4 separate regions of the Mus musculus genome follow, and regions 2, 3 and 4 are each linked to region 1. The links are chromatin contacts, called in public Hi-C and promoter capture Hi-C maps. All regions are on one chromosome and are shown on one strand. Each heading gives the region's core, a stretch centred on a gene start, on an enhancer-like site or on the middle of the called end of the contact. The rest is flanking DNA. Distances are from core to core; before and after follow the strand shown. Region 1 holds the start of Cd82 (CD82 antigen). Region 2 holds the start of Spi1 (spleen focus forming virus (SFFV) proviral integration oncogene). Region 3 holds the start of Fnbp4 (formin binding protein 4). Region 4 holds the start of Psmc3 (proteasome (prosome, macropain) 26S subunit, ATPase 3).

Region 1 (3,201 bases), core at 667-3,166:
TCTTTCTCACCTTTACCTCCCAAGTGCAGGGACTTCCGTTTTTTTAGCATCATCCCAGACTTAGTCCCTCACTAGACTGAGCTCTTGGTAAATACAATTTCTTCTCATCTCCACACTCAGAAAGTTGGAGGAGCAGCAGCAGGAAATAGAGGACAACCTGGGCTACATGAGACCAAAAGTAAATAAAAAGTTATTTCCAATGGCCACTGTCACAATATTTTTGTTATTAATCCTTTTGTTTGTTTGTTCCCTTTTCATGCAGCCCAAGTTGGCTTCAAACTTGTTTAGCCAAGGTTGGCCTCAAACTCCTGATCCATCATGCCATGCTGTCTGTCTGTCTGTCTGTCTCTCATAAACCAATAATGTGTTTTTATTAGGTTAGGGTTTTGTTTGCTTTGGCTTTGGTTTTGTGGGTCCCTTCTTAAAGGCACTTACTTTGCCCTGGGTAACACAGATGCTAGGTCTACCTAGGCCCTGTGAGTGAGTCTCAGCCTACCCTATGCCCAACAGTGGCTCTCAACCACAAAGCTGACTCGGAATTACCTGGGACCCTTGTGAAAGCAAACCACCGCAGTTTCCCACCGAGTTGTTTCTGGGTGCCTCAAACCCCAAACATGAACCTAACAAGTTCCCAGGCAGCGATGGGGCTTCTAGGGTGAGAACAGCTTTGAGAACCACTGGGCAGCCTTGCATCCAGCGCCCCACTGGTAAAGCAAGCACATCCACACCCTCCCCTCAGAGGCTTGTACTGCTATGCCAGTGAGATGTGTTGCTAAAGAACTTCAGCAGTTCACAGGTTAATGGCCCTGCTTGTTAACCTGGTAACCTGCCTGAGGCAGATCCATGGTCTGTAGTGCATTGTGATGTGTCAGACATCTGGAGATCTTTGGCAGACCACTTTCTCAAAGAAGAAGCCAGCCATGGAGGTCTCAGGCCCTCTGCCCTCTCCTGCCACCCCTTCACCAGCCTGCTGTACCACAGCTGGCTGGCCTGGGCCACTTCTTCAAGGACCAAAATCCAGAAAAGCTAGGACAAGTATTAAGTATGATTCGAGACGTTGGAATGGTTCACGAACGACTCTGCTGTTAGACTCTAGCCCACGACTTCCCCTCTCTAAAGCTTGGGCTGTGCATCTGTAAAATGGGTGCAAATAATAAAATGGGTACAAATAAAGTAGCCCAGGAGTGGTAGGGACTGAAGAGCAGAGTTTTAACAGCTGTTGGCTTTCATCCTGTCTTTGAGCAAAAGTTCAACCACTGGTAGCTGTTAGTATTTTCAGAAAGTGCTTGGCTCCAGCCGCCTCCACACGGAGACCTGGTCTTGGAACGCGAACGCTCCCACGCCATTCCCGGGTTGCACCAGGATACGCCCGTCCTAGAATGCCAGCGTCGGGGCCCCAGGCTTATAGCCCTGAGCCAGGTTGCTAAGGGGAACAGGCTCGGGGCGGAGCAGAGAATCCCCCGGGAAGGGCGGAGCCGGGGAGTTGCCTCCCAGTTGGAGGCCTAAGGGTGAGCCCCTGGGGAAAGTGATGGACTCAAAGGGGTGAACAGGAGGGCTTCAGAGGACCGCCAGCGGCATAGTTGGGAAGTGGGAAGGATGGGGGAGACCATAGGGGGTGAGACTCCGCAAGGCTGGAAGAGACTGGAGCGGCAGACTTGGGGTCCCAGGTCGGCCTTATCCCCTGGAGGCCCAAAGCAGGCGGAGCAAGGCGCGTACGTGGCCTCGCCTCTAATCTGGAGCTGGAACCAGGCTGCAGGGCTGGGCAGAGCTGGAGGGTTGGCAAAGGGTAGCCAGCTCAGTGTTGTGCTAAGGGGTGTGGCCGTTTGATTGAACCGGGAGGCTGTGGTGGGCGGAGCCTGGTGCTACCTCCCGCAGGGCCCAGAGGGGAACTGTATAGGGGGCGTGTCAAGGGCGTGGTCTTGGGGGGCGTGGCGTGGCCTGACAAGGCCGTTGAGCTTCTGGACTGACTTCGGGAGGGGGTGGCGGGGGAAAACGGAGGGACAGAGCCAAGCTGCGCAGTCAGACTCGGGTTGGGGCGCCAGCTGAAGACGCGGGACTTAAAGCGCGTAGCCAGAACCCAGGCACCAGGTAAGAGAAGCCTGGGGGAGGGGACAGGATAATCGGAAGCAAACTTAGCTTTGTCCGGATTTCCTAGCAGGACCCATTCCGCCAAGCCCGTGGGGCCCGCTTGGCAACAGGTAACAGGCTGGAGCACTTAGTAGCTGAGAAGGGTCGTTCACCTCCGAGTCCCGAACTCCCTAGTTCTGGCTGCCCCACACACCAGCCCTGTGGCCCCGGGCCTGTCCCTGCCCCTAGTCCAGATCTCCTCCGGTTCCAGAAGGAGGAAGTTGATTGAGATGAGCTTCCGAGCGGAATGTGAGGGCTAACAGGTGACAGTCACAGTGGTGTGTGAGTACACTCGCTTTCAGATTGCGTAGCTAGACCTCAGCGACTTCCGCAAAATGTCACTGAGAGAAACGATTTAAGTTGCCCTGGGTTATTGGAAGGAACTCCAAATCCAAAGCAAGGCAGTTTCCGTTCTTTTCCTCCTTCCACGTTCTGAGCGCACCACTGAACTGGGTGGACTTAAGAGTGGAAACCTAGCCAAACTTTTCCAGGTGAGCTGGTTTGGAAGAGGAGCCTGGAGGGATAGCAGCAGAAGAAACTCTCTCTTGGGGTGCATAGGGAGAAGAAGGGGAAACCCTTCCAAACCTGCTCAGAATCTAGCCAAACCCAAGAGAGCTCCTTGCTGTGCCAGGGATTAGGTATTTGTGCAGAAGGGGCTCCACTTCTGATGGTGGGGTGTGTCCTGGGTCCTGGCTGTGCCAAGGATTTAGGCTTTGGGATTCAGCCTAATTGGATTCCACTCCCCTCCAAACCTTAGTTTCCTCATCTGTAACTTGGGGAGCAATGGCCAAACAGTAGTAGCAAGAATTAAGTGAAACTATGTGTACCATGCCTGACAGGCCATTGGGTGCCCAGAAGCCTCACTTCAAAGCTCCTGAGATGTCAGTGAGCAGGTGGTGTGCTGTCTTCCTTCTGGGAAATGAACCCATCTTTGGGGTTTGGCTTGGTTTGGAAGGCTTGTGGGTAACTGCAGCTGTCCCATCCCTGACCTCATCAGAGTCAGAAACTGACACCAGCCATCAACGTCATCTTGTTCTTTTGTGGGTCAGGAAATGTGTTACCTAGACAAAGGAG
Region 2 (2,942 bases), core at 128-2,627, 2.4 Mb after region 1:
GCGAGCCTGTCTTCTATCCTGTGAGGAGACCAGAAGCTGGCCCTCTTCCCTGGGTTTCCAGGCAGCACACTAGGCCTGCCCCTGTTGCAGGACACTGACTACGATGTCAGGCCTGAGGTGCTACGGAGGGCTGGAAGGGATAGAGAAGAGATCTGTCTCTAGTTCAGGAACGCTGAGTCAGGTGGGCAGGCCCTGCTCAGCTTTTCCTCACTGCCCCAACACCTCCAAGGGTAGGAGAAAGCAAGAGGGTCCTCTCTAAGGGATTCTGGGCTGCCATTCGCCCAAAGCTGTGACTGTCACTGAAAACAGGAGGAACAGGTGGGATCCTCCCACCTGCTAGTGTCCCTGTCCCTGCCCCACCTTAACTCTAGCCAGATCTTCTCACTCCAGTCCCAATCTCCGTCCCATTCTGGCCCCAGTCCATTCTTCACCCGATTTCTCATTGAGCTAAGTTCTAGCCACAATCTAACTGCAGGGTTTCTGCTCTGTTCTTCTCTTGCCCGGCCTGGCCCTAAGAAGCCAGTCTTGGTCACTGCCCAAGACTCTCAGATCCATGTAGGCCCAAAGCCCAAACACTTGGATCAACAGCCAGGCCACAAACTGAATGTTGGGGACCCACGGGTGACTTCGAGTTCTAATAGCCTTTGCCTCAGGAGCCCACAGGTCTTGAGTTGAAACCTCTCCTGTTGCCTCCAGAGACTCCTAGGCCAGTCTCCAGATCTCCTCATCCATGGCCTCTCAGGAGCCGCCCTCGCCATCTTCAACCCAGAACCCTGCCCTAGAGTTCGGCCTGCCACTGAACCCATCTATAAATAGCTGTTCAGGCCCCACCGATCACAGCCCCACCATGGGGCCAGCCGGCAACCCTCAGCCCGCCAGGGCATGCTCTAAGGAAGCCAATGGCCCCTCGCTGGGTCTCAGACCAGCAGCTCCGGGGAGGAAACACCAACTTCCCACTGATAGGGAGCCGGAGGGCATCGGGTGGGCTGGTGGGTTAGTGGGCAGATGGTCACACATCCCAAAGCCCCAGGCTGGGCTGGTAGTGAAGCCCCAGTACTCACAGGGGCGGTGAGGGAAAACCCTTCCATTTTGCACGCCTGTAACATCCAGCTGAGCTCCAGGTTGGTCAGATCCCCTGCTTCGGTGGGGATCAAGGCGGATCCCCCTCAGGACCAGGTGCCCCGTCGGGGGACTGGACGGTCGTGGGTCAGACGCAGGGCTCAGGCCTGCCCCCTGAGCTACAGGAGCCCTGGGTGAGCCCCCTCCCTTGACATTGCAGGGCCAGCACAAGTTCCTGATTTTATCGAAGGGCCTGCCACTGGGAGATAGTCCCCTTGGGGTGACATCACCGCCCCAGCCCGTTTGCATAAATCTCTTGCGCTACAGGAAGTCTCTGGCCGGCTGGGGCAGGTGGTTCTCAAAGGGCAGCCCTGGGAAGACAGGGGGCCAGGCCCCTGCCCAGAGGAAACTGGGGCTGGGAGGGAGAAAGGCTAGCACTACCATGGAAGGCTTCTGCTGCTCCGGTCGCTAGGCCTTGCTGAAGTAGTCCACTGTTCTTTTAGCCTAATAATACCGATTTCTTCTCAGTCCCCTCTGGTGGCCAAGAGTCCCCTCTTCGGGGGGTCAGAATAGCGAGAGCGTGGATCCCTAATTTTGAGGGTGAATTTGTCAGGTGGAGGACTTTGGTCCCAAGGCTGCCAGGCTTGGCTCTTCCTGTAGGCCCTGCAATATCTGCTAGATCGTCCTAAGCCAATTAGGGCCAACAGTAGACACTGGGTCTCCCACATTTTATCTCCTTTCCAGACTTCTCAAGTGGGCTTCCCTTCCAATTGGGAAGGACATTGGCTTCTGATCCCCTCCCCTCCCAGCTAAGTACCACAGCTGGTGTCAGATCCCTAAGGACATTGTTCCCAGCCCAGTTCTCCCGGTTTCTCCAACCCTTGAACGTTACGATCTAGACTTCCTCCTTTATAAACCTTCCTCGCACGTTTCTTCTTTCCTCTGTTTTCCTATCCTTGTCTCTTTCTGATTGTCTGCTCATCTCTCCAGCCCATCACACCACCCATCCGTCTACACATCTCTGTTCAACCAACTGCTCATTTCTGAGCTGCCAGTCAGCTCGTCTGCTTACCCTCGCGGTTAGCAACGTGCTCATTTAGCCACTTGTCTGTCCGTACATCAGCCCATCCATCTGCTAACAGTTTGTATTTTTATTTCTTTATCTACTATATGACCTTCTGTCAATCTGGCCACCTGTCCATCCATCCATCCATCCATCCATCTGTCCATCCATCCATCATTTGTCTACACATACATTCTTCCACCCACACATCCATCTATTCACTTAATCTATATATCCATTAATTCATTAGTCTGCCTATATCCATCCATCTCCCAGTCTACTCATCTACTTATCTATTCTCAATGCACTTTTCCATCCATCCATCCATCCATCCATCCATCCATCCATCCATCCAACCATCCATCCACCCATCCATCCACTTAACTATTAATCAGTCTACCTATTTACATATCCATCCATCCATCCATCCATCCATCCATGCATCTTCCCTATGTTAACCAAGCTCTATGCTGAGTTCTGGGAAAGTGGAAGGGTTTCCTGTCCTTCAGACATCCAGTCTAGAGAGTAGAGCAATAGTTCTTTTCCTCCACACACACCTGTCCCCCACTTCTGACTCCAAGGACACACACACCTCTAGGGAGACTGCTCGGTTGAGCAAGAACTTGTTTTGTTTTTGTCTTTTTGAGACAGTTTCTCTGTGTAGCCTTGACTGTCACGGAACTCGCTCTATACCTGCCTTTGCCTCCCGAGTGCTGGGCTTTAAAGTGTATGCCACAGTCCCCTGTCTAAGGAGAACTTCTTGGTCAATTAGCTTCCTCCTGTGTATACTTTAACCTCTTGCTTTATGTAAAAACTAGCC
Region 3 (3,224 bases), core at 579-3,078, 2.7 Mb after region 1:
GACAAGTGGACTGGAGGAGAAGAGGTGTCTGTGCAGTCCATCTACCTGAACAGTTAAAAGTTCGGGTTCACACCGGGCGTGGTGGCCCACGCCTTTAATCCCAGCACTTGGGAGGCAGAGGCAAGCGAATTTCTGAGTTCAAGGCCGGCCTGGTCTACAAAGTTCCAGGACAGTCAGGGATATACACAGAAACCCTGTCTCGAACTGCCCCCCCCCCCCAAAAAAAGTTTGGGTTCACTTGAGACACTCTCAAAAAATAGATAAACAAGTTATGTGGCCCAGCCTTAGAAGCACGAATGTGTGTCTGCAGCCATAAATAAACTTTCATGTTACTTAAAAGTTTATACACAGCAAGCCCTCAGGAAAGATTTATTTATTTTTTGTTAATCCATTTTTGTAAGCCAAGAGTGGAACCCAGAGTTTTGCATCTCACCACTGATATGCAACCCCAATCCTAGAAAAGCTTCAACGACTTTTTATGAGAAATAATAAATTAGCAACATTTAACCATCCAACAACCCAGCTGCACACTTTTATCTTTCAACTTAATAAAAGATATTTTAAGGGAAAGGCAAAAACAACAACAAAAATCTCTACCTGTTGCCTTGACGGCTGTCGGTCTGGTGGTCATGACTGGTGTTGGAGGGTTCTGAACAACGTTGGGGACCTCCACCACCACTTCTTGTTCATCTGTATTTGGAATGCACAAAAGGAAGCTGCAGTCAGTCAGTGGGCCAGGGTCCAAAGCTTGACCTTCAGCCTGAATCAACTTATAAAACCAGCGTGTATCACTGATGCAAACTAAGAAGACAAAAAACAAGCTGATCTACCCTTCCATTCATTTAGTGGTAGCGACAGTAAGAACGTGAACACTATGAAAATGGCACCTGCAATACTTAACAATTAACATGCATAAATACTTCTGCACGTTTCCACACGTTATGTACATCCTATTAATCTGATTCTTAATGTTTGATACAGTATAGCTTCTCCGGCATCTACTCCATGCAATTGTTACCCTAAACCCAAACACAATTCCAGAAAAGCCCACACACAGGTTTTGTCACTTTCCCTTAAGTCTGGGGTTACCGATGCTTTGTCTAGCATAAGAAAAAAATATGGGTTTGTTCACTTCTAAAGAGTGGTGTCTCCATTTCAACAAAAACGAAACCAAGCGTGACAAGTAGAGAAGGCCAGGTTCAACCGCCTCAAGGCTCGCACGTGGAAATTGCCCTCCACCTTCTGCGTTATTAAGATCGAAGGGAGTCATCTAGGAGACATTTGGGGTCCCAAGCCTCGGTGGACGGCACAGGTTCCGGGGAGAAACCCCTGCACCGCAAAGGCGCCTCAGATGAGTCCGGGCCCGGCCTTCCGCCTCCCAGAGTCCCCGACCGCCGTCCCGCGGGCCCCAGATCGCTGGCAGCCGAGGTGTACCTCGCCCGCCAGGGTTTCTCTTCTTCACCGGGTCCGAAGAGACACCCGGGAACCTAGGCCGCAAGCCCCGTGCTCGAGTTTCAGACGTCCCAAATAAAAGCAGGGCTCCTCTCGCGCGCCCTTACCTTCTGAAGGCGAGTCCTCTGGGGCAGCGGAGGCAGGCACCGCGGGCGACGTCGCGGCCGCCGCCGTCGCTGCTGCCGGCGCTGACTGGCTTGTCGCCGCCGCAGTCGAATCTGCCTCGGGATCCGGATCGGGGTCGGGATCCCGGCCCGGGGTGCTGCTCCGAGGACCCGGTGGAGAGAGCTGCAGGATAGGCCTGCGGCCGGGTACCGCCCGGGACTTCTTCCCCATCATGAGCCGGAGCGCGAGCAGCGAACGACGGCAGATTAGTGGGGCGGGCGCACAGCGCCCCGGTGCGTAATCAATATTCATGAACCGTGGCACCGCCTCCCGAGGAGATCCGCTTTTAACCGGCGCGGTGCACTTGCGCATGCGGCCTGCGCCCCGGTGCTTTTACGCACGTTCCGCTCCATCCATGGTGGGTGGGCTTTGTTCAGGGAAAAGGCGATTGGCTGTTTTGACTTGAGACGGACTCGGTAGCCAATAGCAAAGGGAAAAGACAGGACTTCGCGCCAATAGTGCGGAAGGGCCCGCGGTGTGTGCGACTTCCTTAGACTGGGGTTGCACCATGCGCTGTTAGCCAAGTCTTTTCTTTAGGGCTTTGTCCGCCATCTTGTAGCTATTTTCAGCTGCTTATTGCTGTTTGTCTTTGAGGAAGATAAAGATACATTGCACCCTTCTGCAAGTTCTCTTGGTTATTGTAGCTTCTTTGGGGTATAGTATTAAACAATGATGATGCTGGGTGTTTATACATCGGTAGGCTTTTTCTGTTTTGTTTTGGTTTTGTTTTTGATTTTCGAGACAGGGTTTCTCTGTGTAGCCCTGGTTGTCCTGGAACTCACTTTGTAGACCAGGCTGGCCTGGAACTCAGAAATCCGCCTGCCTCTGCTTCCCAAGTGATGGGTTTACGGTAGGCTCTCTCCCCACTTTCTTGCTCCAGCCCCGCTCGCCCCAACCCAAAGGTTTATTTATTTATTAAATGTAAGTAAACTGTAGCTGTGATACACAAGAGGGTATCAGATCTCATTACAGATGGTTGTGAGCCACCATGTAGTTGCTCGGATTTGAACTCAGGACCTTTGGAAGAGCAGTCAGTGCTCTTAACCGCTGAGCCATTTCTCCAGCCCCAGTAGGCTCTTTAAAACGAAATACGACGTGATTAGTAGGGAAAATGACTGGACCTTGGAAACAGTCAAACTGTTCATATGGGATACCGAAGCCTTACCTCATCCTACTTCTGTAAACACTACTTTTTTGCCCTACCTCCAACTCCTCCACCTTGAGGCTGAGCTCTTTACATTTTGAGTCTTCCTTGTTCCCCATTCCTAGAGTCAGGTGACATCCTGAGTCATTAATGTTCTCCCCAGAGATAGTTACCACGCAAGATAATGCTGATTTTCTCCAGGACCCACTCCTTCCACCCATCCCTGATTGCTTCTAGACTAATGACAGCAGGCCAGAAGATGAGAAATAATGCCTAAAGATGGTGCACTGTACTCCTGGAGAGCTACTGAAGTGTTCTAATAACACTGGAAGTAGTTGTCATGGTTCATGTCTATAATTTCAGTGGAGACAGAGGTAGGAAGATTTCAAGTGAGTCTAGCCAGGTATGCATATTACCAGAGCTTACAAAGTGAGATCTTGTCTCAAAGATAACAATAATAACA
Region 4 (2,938 bases), core at 218-2,717, 2.4 Mb after region 1:
GGTCATTGGGGTCAACGTCCAGCAACTAAGAAAGAAAATAGGCTCAGTTCCCTTCCCAAAATCCACTACTGTGTGTGCTCAAACAGTTCCCTAAACCCACAAGGCCACAGGCCTTCCTTCCCTCCTCAGTCTAGCCTTAAGCTTAATAAACATAGATGATGTGTTAGGGGGTTGACAACACCTTTGTTGAGGTGCTGCTTCTGTTTGCAAAGTTCATCTGCCCCAAGAAGGAACAAAAGAAGAAAATGGCAGAAATCTGTGACACTTCTAAGGTCTTTGCAGACTTAAACATTGCTTTTTACACTCTACCCTATGGGCCCCATCCCTAGATGTCTCCAAGCCTCCTGCCTCCTCCTCTTCCCACACACAGACACACACCTCGATGACATTGGAGACAAGGTACGGCAGGGTTTTGTTCACTTTGATTTTCTCACTGTTCTCTTTGATTTTGTCTTTCATGGCTTGGAGTTCATGGGTGACTCGCAATACTTCACTCTTCATGATCTGGGATAAGAGAAAACCAATGTTCAACCCTGATTCAGCCTGCATTCATTACAGCCCTCTAATAGATGAGGTCCAGGTTACCCGGGAGACCCATCCAACCAGATCTCAGGCTTTCTGAAGGCCCAGCCTGTACATGTCCAAACTGCAGAGGTCAGGACAAGAGGCCAGTGGGAAAACCTCCTGACAAAGCGGCTGTGGGACAGGGCTAGGTATTTTCCATGGGTTTGAGTGTGAATTCATCCCTCTCTGAGCCTCGGGTTCCTCATCTGTAAAATGGAGATCTGAGAACTCCGCTGCCTGCACCGGAGCCAGGAGCCCACCTTGATCTCGCTGTCTAACAGCCGTGTGCGCTGGACAATCTCTTCCGTGGACATCTTGAGCACCTCCTCCCCAATGCCATCTTGCTGTTCAAATAAGAGAAGAAGTACTTATTTACTGTAACTCAGAGCTGCCATCCCACGGTCCCACAGCCCCCTCAGCGCCTGCTTCCTTAACCCAACAGCAGGATGAAGTCGGGACAACCCAAGAAGCTCTGCAACCAGTCCAGACCGGACCTGGCCTTCCAGCCACCTCCTTTCCCGGCCTCCAAGAACGTCTAACCTTATAGCCCAAACTTTGGGACGCCCCTCAGGTCTCCCAACACTCACCTCAGCTTCATCCCACACGGTCGCCATCTTCTCCTGCCGAGTCACTGGACTCTCGGGCGTCGGCAGCAGATTCATTTCCTGCATGAAGAGGCCGAAACTGGGAGTGCGCACGAGCCCCTGAGGGAGCCCAGCGCAGCCTTTCTCAACGTCTTCTCTCCACCCGTGGAGAACTTCACCCGCGATTCCTGACGCGACAGAACGGGTTCTGTCCGCGTCTCCGAGCGAATCTGCCGCTGGGACTCCACGAACCAAACCGAGGCTACAGGGCCCGCCCCGTGGCTCGCCGGTTGCTCCGGTTTGTGCGGGAGCGAGGGCTGGGCTGCTATTGGCCGGCGTACAGGCGGGGCGGGGCTTGCTGCACAACCGGAAGAGGCGGGAGGCAGGAGAAAGCCGCGGAGTCTTTCGGGAAATGCAGTTTTTAGCCTGGCGGATAACTGAAAAGGAGTTTGCACAGGTGCCGGTGCAATCTAAGAACCCAGGTAAACTTGGAATTCACGGATTTGCAAAATGTCCAGTGTGGTGGCGCATGCCTTTAGTCCCAGAACTCTGGAGGCAGAGGTAGGCGGATCTCTGAGTTTAAGGTTAGCCTGGTCTAGAGTGAGTCCAGGAGAGCTAAGGCTACACAAAGAAACTCTTGTCTCAAAAACCAAAAACAAAAGGGAGGGAGGAAGAGGGGGGGGGGAGAGGGAGAGAGAGAGAGAGAGAGAGAGAGAGAGAGAGAGAGAGAGAGAGAGAGAGAGAGAGAGAGAGAGAGAGAGAGAGAGAGAGAGAGAGAGAGAGAAAGAAAGAGAAAGAAAGAAAGAGAAAGGTTGAAAAGAAACTGCTAGGTTTGATGGCACATGCCTGTCATCACAGACACTGAGCCACTGCAAAGATGAAGCAGAAGGATTGCTGCATATTAAGGCCACCCTGTGCTACATAGTGTATTTCTAGCTATTCTGGTCACACTGTGAGTCTTAAACAAAAATAGCCTAACAAAACCCAGATAAACCATTGCTTCTACTAATATTAATGCAGATCTAACTGTCCACATAGGGAAGTTATTTTTGTTACAATGTACTGTATATATGTTTCTACTCTTGTTTAAAGTATTATATCTACACAACTCATGTGCTGTAAAGTTCTAGTCCTTTAAAAAATTTTATTTATTTATTTTGATTTTTCGAGACAGGGTTTCTCTGTGTAGCCCTGGCTGTCCTGGAACTCACTCTATAGACGAGGCTGGCTTGAATTCAGAAATTCACCTGCCTCTGCCTCTGCCTCTGCCTCTCAAGTTCTGAAATTAAAGGCCACCACTGACTGGCAGATTTATTTATTATTATAAATAAGTACACTGTAGCGATCTTCAAATGAACCAGAAGAGGGTGTCAGATCTCATTATGGGTGGTTGTGAGTCACCATGTGGTTGCTTGGGACTTTCAGAAGAGCAGTCTTACCTACTGAGCCATCTCTGCAGCCCAAGTTCTAGTCCCTGAAAGCTGCTATTACAAACTGTTTAGGATAATCTGAAAGGCAAGTTAGTAATTAGTTACCCATAAATAATGACATTTATGGTCATGTTAGATACTAGTTTAGTTAATTACAGAAATAAGCTTTATTTAGTCTAAAGATGTTTTCAAAGTTACACAGGTTGTAAATAGCTATAAACAAGCAATGCTTGCCTATTCAACATAGTCTATGTCGATAGATGGTCTTCAAACACTTCAGAGATCTATAGAATATGGCATTTAAGATGTCTTAATAACAAGGCTTTTTTTGTGAAATTGAGATGCATCAGCTCCTGGCAT

What was found. Promoter capture Hi-C pulls out the DNA fragments that hold promoters and counts their contacts. A called contact is a pair of places that touch in the nucleus more often than the background predicts.
Region 2: a Hi-C map of B cells shows a contact between it and region 1, with 5 read pairs. The contact joins the promoter of Spi1 here to the promoter of Cd82 in region 1. A contact is called at or near these places in 1 of 39 promoter capture datasets (pre-B cells) and 1 of 484 Hi-C or Micro-C datasets (B cells).
Region 3: a contact with region 1 is called in a Hi-C map of B cells, with 5 read pairs. The contact joins the promoter of Fnbp4 here to the promoter of Cd82 in region 1. A contact is called at or near these places in 1 of 484 Hi-C or Micro-C datasets (B cells) and 1 of 9 other capture datasets (liver).
Region 4: a promoter capture Hi-C map of pre-B cells shows a contact between it and region 1, with 4 times the contacts expected there. The contact joins the promoter of Psmc3 here to the promoter of Cd82 in region 1.

The regions. Positions count from the first base shown.
Region 1 is chr2:93,461,217-93,464,417 of GRCm38.p6, reverse strand. Cd82 (CD82 antigen) reads left to right here and starts at 1,916. Exons shown (of 10, transcript NM_007656.5): 1 at 1,916-2,088. All of the region lies in intron 2 of Gm10804 (predicted gene 10804), which reads right to left.
Region 2 is chr2:91,095,113-91,098,054 of GRCm38.p6, reverse strand. It overlaps Spi1 (spleen focus forming virus (SFFV) proviral integration oncogene), which reads right to left and starts at 1,377. Exons shown (of 5, transcript NM_011355.2): 1 at 1,062-1,377. The coding sequence starts at 1,106.
Region 3 is chr2:90,744,162-90,747,385 of GRCm38.p6, reverse strand. It overlaps Fnbp4 (formin binding protein 4), which reads right to left and starts at 1,828. Exons shown (of 17, transcript NM_018828.3): 1 at 1,560-1,828; 2 at 598-690. The coding sequence starts at 1,788.
Region 4 is chr2:91,052,545-91,055,482 of GRCm38.p6, reverse strand. Psmc3 (proteasome (prosome, macropain) 26S subunit, ATPase 3) reads right to left here and starts at 1,467. Exons shown (of 12, transcript NM_008948.2): 1 at 1,152-1,467; 2 at 825-908; 3 at 379-504; 4 at 1-25. The coding sequence starts at 1,235. It also overlaps Gm13778.